Linked DNA regions of Zea mays: region 2 is linked to region 1. Evidence: chromatin contacts called from public Hi-C data. All regions are on one chromosome and are shown on one strand. Each heading gives the region's core, a stretch centred on a gene start, on an enhancer-like site or on the middle of the called end of the contact. The rest is flanking DNA. Distances are from core to core; before and after follow the strand shown.

Evidence for each region. Hi-C and Micro-C count contacts between places; a contact is called where the count stands out from the background.
Region 2: a Hi-C map of leaf shows a contact between it and region 1, with 5 times the contacts expected there. The contact joins the promoter of LOC541633 here to the promoter of LOC100193122 in region 1. A contact is called at or near these places in 6 of 25 Hi-C or Micro-C datasets (bundle sheath, ear, leaf and 2 more).

What each region holds. Positions count from the first base shown.
Region 1 is chr4:122,157,047-122,161,479 of Zm-B73-REFERENCE-NAM-5.0, reverse strand. LOC100193122 reads right to left here and starts at 2,077. Exons shown (of 6, transcript NM_001138283.1): 1 at 1,962-2,077. It overlaps LOC109946035 (a long non-coding RNA gene), which reads left to right. Exons shown (of 2, transcript XR_002269143.2): 2 at 412-456.
Region 2 is chr4:122,832,929-122,837,654 of Zm-B73-REFERENCE-NAM-5.0, reverse strand. It overlaps LOC541633 (response regulator 7), which reads right to left and starts at 1,262. Exons shown (of 6, transcript NM_001111388.2): 1 at 869-1,262; 2 at 484-575; 3 at 148-225; 4 at 1-51. The coding sequence starts at 1,004.

The DNA of each region.
Region 1 (4,433 bases), core at 828-3,327:
CACTAGTCGACCACCCTAAAGGGAAGCTGGGACCACGTATGCAGGACCATTCCGTGTGATTGAAAGGGTGGCCACTGTGGCGTACAGATTGGAGCTGCCAAAAGGGACACGCATTCACGTCGTCTTCCATGTGGGACTCAAGCCATTTCGGGGCAGTCCCCCCTTACTGCCACCAGCCATGCCACCGATGGAAAACGGTCGACTGCTGCCATCTCCAGAGAAGATTATCAGAGCCCGATTGAAGAGAGGACAATGGCACGTGCTAATGCAGTGGAGTGAAGCAAAGCCAGAAGATGCAACATGGGAGCCCCTGCAGCAGTTCACAGCTTCATACCCTCAATTTCAGCTCGAGGACAAGCTGTTCGTCGAGGGAGGGAGAGATGTTATGACCGGCAATGTGTACAGCCGGAGGTCTAAAAGGCCGACTGGCCAGCCCATTGTAAGGGACGGCGCAGATAAAACATAGAGAGTTATTAGCAATTTCTGTTGCAAACAGATTAGGTATGTCCTAGAAGTAAGGAGTTGTTAGAGGGAGTTTGTTAGGATATGGAGTTTGTTACAGATTAGATAAGTCCTAGAAATAAGGAGTTGTTAGGGGGAGTTTGTTTCAATCAAGGACTATATAAGTCCTATCTCTGTAACCAGGATGGTCAGCGAGAAATTAATCTAAAGAAGAGATTATTTACTTGCCTCTCATTGTGCCCAGCCGTGCGACAGCACGGCGTCCTCTCGCCCCCGTTCTTCCAGCCTGCGCTCTACCCCCACCACTCATGCAACCTAAGGAGTAGAGATCATACCATACGTATTTATCATATCTTTAAATATCTTATACATATTTTAGTTTTGCTTAATCCGTTTTCTAAAATATAAAAATAGATAGAGGAAAGGTGAGACCTTATATAGAGAGGATGGAGAAGCGTCCTCTATATTTAGAAAACGTTGCAAAGAATACCGTTAGAGCATATAGAGGACGAAATCTTCTCTAAATATAGAGGGGTAGATGACCCTTTAGGCTGCCTCCAATAAGAGCCTATGAAGGCTCCTCTCCTCCAAATTTAGGTAATTCTCTCCTCTATCCCCTCCAGCAGGGTTCCCTAAATATAGAGGATGTTCCTCTTTCCTCTGCATATATGGATTCTTTCTACTCTCCTCTATCATATTAAACAAAACTAAGATATGTATAAAACATTTGAGAATAATAACAAATATGTACGCATAAAAATTTAAAATAAAATATGTCTTTAATATGGGTATTTATATATAAAATTGATAACGGTGTTGAAAAGGAACGAGATATAAGAAAAGAATCTTTTATAGAGAACCTACATGGATATAAAAGATGAATATAAAGGACGTTGTTACCAATAGGATGGTACCAGGAGTCAATGTGCAAATGTGAAGCTACAAGATAGGATGGATTCAGAACTCCAAGATTAATTTCACCTATCTTCTCACGTTCTCAGATGGCTGCTAATCAGCTAGAAAAGGTTAAACAAAAAAAATGGCATGTATGTCCCACAGACGACAAAAGCATCGACCAGAGTAGAGCGCATATAAACGAGTTATATTCAACAATCAACATGCTGATATATTGCCCAAAAACTCAATCGACAGCCGATATATTGCCCCAAAACTCGATCAACAACATCGCCACAACACCAGAGCTGACCTCGATTGCTGGTGGAAATAACGAGGAGGGGCATACTTCACAACAAAGAAAAGAACACCCGATACACATCCGAACTTGATCTAACATCTCGCCATCAAATAAGTGACTGGAGAATAAATCCACAGTAGCCCGAACAAAAAAAACCCCAAAATTGGCGCACTACTCGTCATTAGATCAATAACAATAGAATCCACCATACGCACCGGCGGAATTTCTATCGAAAGCTCCAAAAATTCATGATGGGCTACGCAGATTAGACAGAGGAGGAAGAAAAGGATAGAGGATTAATTACTTGCTCGAGAAGAACCGGCGGCGCTTGGCCGCTTGCGCGGCGGGCGGGAGCAGCTGCGGCCTGCGGGTTGAGGACTTGAGGTCAGGGTGCTGTCGATTTATCTCCCGGTGCAAAAAAGGTCGCCCACCGCGGCACGCCGTGTGCCTATCTCCTCCTCCTGTGACGTTTTATAACGGCCCAATTGTGAGGGCGCCGTATCGTAGCGGCCGTGCGGCCGTGCCGACTTCGGAGTTCTTGCCTGCCGCCGCGCGCGTTGCGTGGCCTCCCCGGAGTGCCCCTAGGCCGTCGGATCTGCGTCCGCGCTCCTGCCGACTGCGGGGACACGAGCCGCCTGGCCGGAACAAAAACGGAAGTGTTGGCCACGTCACCCGTACGATGGTTCTTGTTTTTCGGGGACTAGCAGATTGGCTCACGGATGTTTTCCTGGTGTAGTGGTGTTCGAGGACGAGGACGTCCTCTATTCGCTCCAGCAACATACTCTAAACGGTTCTCTAAATTTAGAGAACGCTGCTGGATACTCTATATGTAGAGTTTCTCTAAACGGTTCTCTATCTATTTGAATACTTTAAACAATCGGTTTAATAAAACTAAAATATGTACAATACATTTGAGAGTATGACAAATACGTATGTACAAAAATTTAAAAATTAAAAATGTCTTTAATATATGTATTTATATATAGAGGACGTGATTTAGAGGACGTTGTTGGAGAGAAAGTAGATATAGGAGATGGAATCTTTTAGAGAAAACTGTAAAGGACGGATATAGAGGACGTTGTTGGAGACAGTCTTAGAGATTTGCTGTAGGAAATTCTTCTATCCTAGGCTGTGATATGGATTCCCATTTAGATGTAAATGAAGAAAATTTCATCACCGATTGTTAAGTAAGGACAGAGACAGAAGCATTTCATATCCATATTTTCTGTAGGATCAGTTAAACTTGTATGTATCGATAGTTTTATATAATAGTTAAAAATAAAATAATTATTTTTTTAAGAGATCACTCATTATACAAATATGTTTGTTTTAACATCTGACAATGTATATAAGTGATAATGTTCTGTATTAATAACAAAAATATATATGTACGAACTATAATTTAAGTGGAGACGAGAATCCCCATCGTGGACTTATCCCACTGGAACGGGGATGTGGAGGAAATGTCCTCTTCAAACGTTCGTGGAGATCTCTATGGAGAAATTTTTTGTCACGGAGACAGGGATGTGGAGCTATTCCCCGACAGTAAATTTCCTATTGCCATCTCTATAACATTGTCTCCATGTATATGATCGTGAAAAATACACTATAGATAGAACTATTTGCAAAGAGGAGTTTGAAATATGGATGTGATAAAAGATGTGGTGGAGATTGGCTAAGAGATTGAAGGTGGCGGTTGAGACGGTGGTGGCAGATGGAGCACGGTAACAATCGAGAGGATGGAGTGACGGATGCCATGTGCAAAATGATGAGAGAAGGTGGTGTTAGAAATATAGGCATTTTTTATATTATTTTAATTCCATAAATTAACATTATGGTGATAACATATAAAATATGATTAATCATAGACATCATGATGTCAAATATATCCATAACAATATAGAACATGAGAATATAAAACGTATGAATCATATAAATATAATAAACATACAAATATGGTACATGCAGCATGATGGAACAACTGAAAATAAATAGATAGCAATATAAATAGTGTGACCGTAAAATTACTACAAACAGGTATGGTATATTAATAGCATGAACAGGCATCAGAACAGTCATGATATGATATGGCAAAACAGTTTGGATAAATTCATGGCTACATACGAAACAACAGAGATAAACATATGAAACATATATAATTTGCAGAACGTAAAACAGTAAGGATCTAAATTGATCATCCCCTCTCATGCGCTCCGAGTATCCTAATCCTTGTCTAATTTCTCTTGTCATCCGTACGAGATGGAGACACCAGGAAGAATGTTCGGGCAGTCGCATAGACGCTCCCCAAAAACCTAATTGTCGATTCCCTGTGCAAGGTCTCGATCGGCAAGGGCTTCGGAGGCACCTGCCCTCTCGCTCCTCTGTGCGCGCAGAGTTACGAGATGGAAATACCCACACTTGCTGCTGGACTATGATTTTCAAAGAGTTCTATTCTTGTGCCAAGCGACAGGAGTTCTCCCCCTTTTATCCTTATCGTGGAAGGGAAGCTGAAGGAGAAGGGTCTCGCAAGCGGCAGATCAAGAGACGGGCATCTGAAGGTTTAACCCGGAGTTGAAACTCCCCCGGTTAATGAGTGCTAAAAATTAACACAACCACGCCACGCCCGCTCGCCGCCAGCCTGCCTGCCTCGCCATGCCCGGCCCGGCCGGCCAGCAACGGTGCGTGCGCGTGTGGCAGGCCTGGTTCGTTTATTGACTTCTCAAATTAAGTGGAATAATTCCCACCATATAAGCCAAGCCAACGACCCTTGGAATTC
Region 2 (4,726 bases), core at 13-2,512, 680 kb before region 1:
GTTCTCCGACGACATCACCACCACCGGGATCGGGTTAGGGGAGCTCAGCGCCTGCCAGTTTGTCCAAGTAGTATAATTTCTTTCAGCGGAGAGAATGGCAGGATTGTTATATTTTTCAAGTCAAGAATAAGGAGGGAGATTAACTACCTTGATGGCCTTGAGCAGGTCGTAGCCAGTCATCTCCGGCATGCAGTAGTCCGTGAGCACGATGTCAATGGTTATCCGCTGCAAAAACCATTCTTATCTCAGTTTCATTTCTGCTTGCACTTGCACTTGCAGTCAAAGATCTCATCACGTCATGAGAACACGGTCTATGTTTTTTTTCCTTGGTAATACTAACGCACTAGAACTAAATCAGTACACTAAAGGAAACCTTTCTCCATTTCTAAGAGACAGCTCGGCATCTGCAGACATGTACGGTGGCCTACGATTGGGCGGCGAGTACATGAGACTGGGTATAGGTGTGGTACTGGTAGTACTCACATTAGCATCAGCGGCACATGAATCCAGCTGGCCGCCTTGCTCCATCAGCCGGAGATGCTCCATTGCCTTCTTGCCGCTGTCGACGGCGGTAACTGAACCAAACGAGGAAAGGAACGAAACCCGGGCCTTAATTAGTTCATGCTGCGGAAATTTAATTTCGTTTTTTCTTCAACAGTACTGATAAGCAACTGACAGACGACGAATGGATGAAGCTTGATCATGCCATGCAATTCCTATGCATAGCCATAATCCCGGATCAGAGTACACGGGCCGCCGAGAAGGGTCGTCGAGACCAGCAGAGGGGAGGAATGGAGTGGCCAGACGGAACGGAAGGGACCGGACGAGAGGGGAGCAAGCGAGGAGCTGAGGAGCAGGAGCCGCTGACCGTGGAATGGCGCGGCGCCGCCCTGGTGGTTGTGGTTCCGGAGCAGCAGCTCCACGACCTTGCGGTCGACGGGGGAGTCGTCCACCACCAGCACCCTCACGGCCGGCGCCGCCTTCACTTCTCCTCCCTGTCCCATCCTCTTCCCTCCAGGCCCTCGCGATGGTGTGGACGGTGGTAGTGATGGTGAGAAGCAAGCGAGAACCCAGGCGAGACGACGGGACGGGACGGGACGGCCCAGGAACAACCGACCGGTAAATAAGGGGTGGAGCGATGAGAGAGAAGAAAGGAGCTCTCCGTCCCCGGGTCACAGTCTCCTCACAGTGCAGGCCTGCAGAGAGAGAGCGGAGGAGGAGGAATGGAGGGAGGGAGGGAGACAGGGCGCTGAGCTCTGCTCTGAACCCGGAGCAGAGAGAGAAGGGAAGAGAAACGCAGCACAAGAGAATAGATGAACACGAACGAGGAGGAGACGAAGGGTGGGGCCCCAGCGGGGTTGGGAGGGTGGTGGGCCCGCGGGAATGCTTTCCTTCCTCCGGATTTGCTTGTCGGGAGAGAATCTCTCTCCACGCTTTCTCCTCCCTCTCTCTCTCCCTCTCTTTTGCCGAACCAAATCGAGTCAAGTGGCCGTATAATAAATGATAGCGATAATGCAGCCGAGTTCCGTGAGATGACAGTGATTTGGTTTTAATTGCAGATATGCTACCAGATCACGAGTCCAAGCTGGTAGGGCACACGCATGAGATGACAGGGAAGCACTGGATTTACTCACTATTAATAATGTACCAATATTTCAGTATAACTACCAAGTACTGTATTTTATTTTTGTTGCTGTGCAGTCTGATTTTTTGATCTTGAAAACAAAAGAAACGACTGACGGTACCGAAATGTCGTATCGTGATACATGACATTCTATTTTCTTTTCGGAGAACAAGGATAGAAAATCACCTATACAAAATCAGTTCACTTGAGTCCCATCCCATCCCATGGTGTTGAAAACAAGTTGGGTGCACGTACCGAGCATTGGGTTGGTGGGTGGGTGGTGGCATGGCACAGGTTTGCCCGGCAAAACTCTGCTCAAAGGCACGCGCACGATGGCGTCCGGTCCGGCAAACAGAACCTCCATCCGGGGCATCGGACGGTCCGGGTCAGCGGACGGCGACGGGATGCGTCACCCTCGCGATCGCGGAGGACCCAGATCGCCAAGATCTCTCCGGCCCCACCTGTCACACGCTCAGTCCGTAGCTGTCGACGGCATCTTTCGTATCGTGGTGGAAATGCACTGGGGCACCAGCTGCCAGGTGGGACGTAAGAAATGGCAACTTACACCACTGTACTAAGCAGCATCTCCAACCAAGAGCTCTAAAATAGAGCACTAATAATCAAAACGGGACTATATTTAGAGTGTTGCTTAGTCTTCAAAAGAAACTTTTACCTCGACAGTTAAAACTTAAATAATGCTATTTAGCAGTAAATTACGGTATTAAGAAATAAATAGTTGGATATTAAGAGAAGATGAGGATAGGTCTCTAATATATCGGGTACTACATTTAGGACCCGATAGACGAGCTCTGTAACTGTTTCATGAATTTTTGTGAAATTGGAACACTATTGGAGGGCGCTTTATGATCTCGAGTCCTATATTTTAAAATAAGCCACATATAGAGCCCCTCTTGGAGATGTTGTAACAACTATATGTTTAATTTCTGGTTGAATAAATTTAAGCTACTTATGTGTCAACGGGTTCCTTGAGAATAAATATGTCAAATTTTCTCGATGTTGGACATGAAATCTTATCCTTTTCTCGGTCTTTCCATACATCCCCTAAGGTAGCCCCATGTCCTTTCTGCTTAGTGCCATGGTTCTCCATCTCCTCTCCTATAGTGTCTAGCCCTAGTCCTCATCCACTCGACCTATAGCCTTGTCCTCTTTGCCTTCGTCCTTTATCCCTACCTTGTCCAGCACCATACTTGTGGGCGATATCTCCTCTATCTCTATATGCTAACAAAGTCTCATCGTCTCGTCTATCACTCGTCAAAGTTGATAGAGATTATTAGAGATGAAAGAGAAGTAGAGTAGGGTAAATCTCTATGTCATTCTGGCACCGAGAAATTTAACAGATTTTTCCCTAAAATTATGTTAAAAGATTAATAACAATTTTTATTTTTTTCACTCATATAGCATAAAAAACCAAACCCTCATTCTATCAACAAAGTTTTCAATGGCATTGACTCGCTGAGAATGGGTGATCAAGGAAGATCACAACGAGATCTAACTAATCAAAAGATAGGCAAATCTTCATCTAGATCCGTGGCCAAAGCAAACAGGTGTGAAAACTTAGACTATGAATTTGACGTCTTTTTTTCACGAAGGTCGAAGGTGAAACTTGCCTCGATTTTTAACATTAATAGTTGTGTTTGTGTTCAAGAATTTTTTGTGCGCTTGATGTGATGCTTTGTCGCTGGCTTAGCTTAGCACATGGGAGCTCCCTTGAGCTTTTATCCAGCCTTTGTTGAGTCATATGGGTCGCATATATCCCCCATATCTTTTGATGGCAATTGTTTTTGGTTAGGAGATCCTCGTGTATCGTCAACCGAATAAAAAAATGGTACGATTAGATGGCAATCTCCCCAAATCCCAACAGTTCACTTTAAAAATCTGCAGCTTGGCCTTGCTTCGGACAAACAAAGCTTGTAGAATATTGATCCCGGAGAAGTTTCTCCTCCTTTTCGCTTCTCGGGAAAGAAAGTGGTTGGCTCTAGTCAGACGCATGACTTTATATATATATATATATATATATATATAGACTTAGTTTAAATATACTATAGCTGAGTTACTAAAATTTCAAACCTGCAACAACATATAGAATAAAACTCTAAGTAGTTAATTACTCAGCAAGACTTATCCGACCAAAGAAAAGACTCTCAAGAGTATGTTGTTTTAATAGGATTCAAGGTAAACCTCATCAAGTTTAAAAGACCTTTTGCAGAAAAATCCTTGTTATGTTACACTTGTTAACTACGATGCAAGACTTGGCCTAATCTAGCTTTCTTTTAATCCTTCTTATGTTACACTTGTTAACTACGATGCAGGGTAGTGATCTAGTCTTCATATCCGAAAAGTAACAGCGATCCTAATCGATTAATACCTACCTGGGGATCTCTAACAACACCACATATGTAGCACTTAACTCTTGCATATGTTAACCCGCACCCGGGTTTCTCAAGACCAAAACGGGTTCACACGACCCGAGAGCACAGTACCCCACCATTCAGCCTCTTGCTAGGCGTGGGCACATGTCACTCTCGCTATCTCTCCACTCCCAGTGCGTGCGAGTTGTTCTGTTATTGGTCCGGCCGAGGCAAAGTTTGCCCATGACGAGGCATGTGGACAGTTAAATGGTCCGAGATCAACAAATCTACTTTCGTTACCGTCCGTAATCGACATAGACAGACGACCTTTCTTGTTCAACGTCTGGTCTCAAATTATTATTTACTTCCCAAAACCATGTACCTGACAGAGGTACCATACTTGAATGATGAATTTGTAGGAAACGGTAACGCCTAAGAGGGGGTGAATTAGGACTTCTAAAACTTTCTGTAAACAAGGCCACAGATAAATTTCTAAAGCAAAACCTATGCAGATAAATAATCTAGAATGTACAAACTAGGTTTTGTCTAAGTGTTACTATCTCTACCACAAGGTATAAGTTTCAATATTAAATAATTTAACTAGAAAGACAAAATTAAAACTTAAATACTTAATATAAATGCGGAAGGTAAAGAGCAAAGTAGAGATGCAAACTCTCGTGGATGACGCTAATATTTTTACTGAGGTATCCAGAACCACGCATGGTTCCGACTA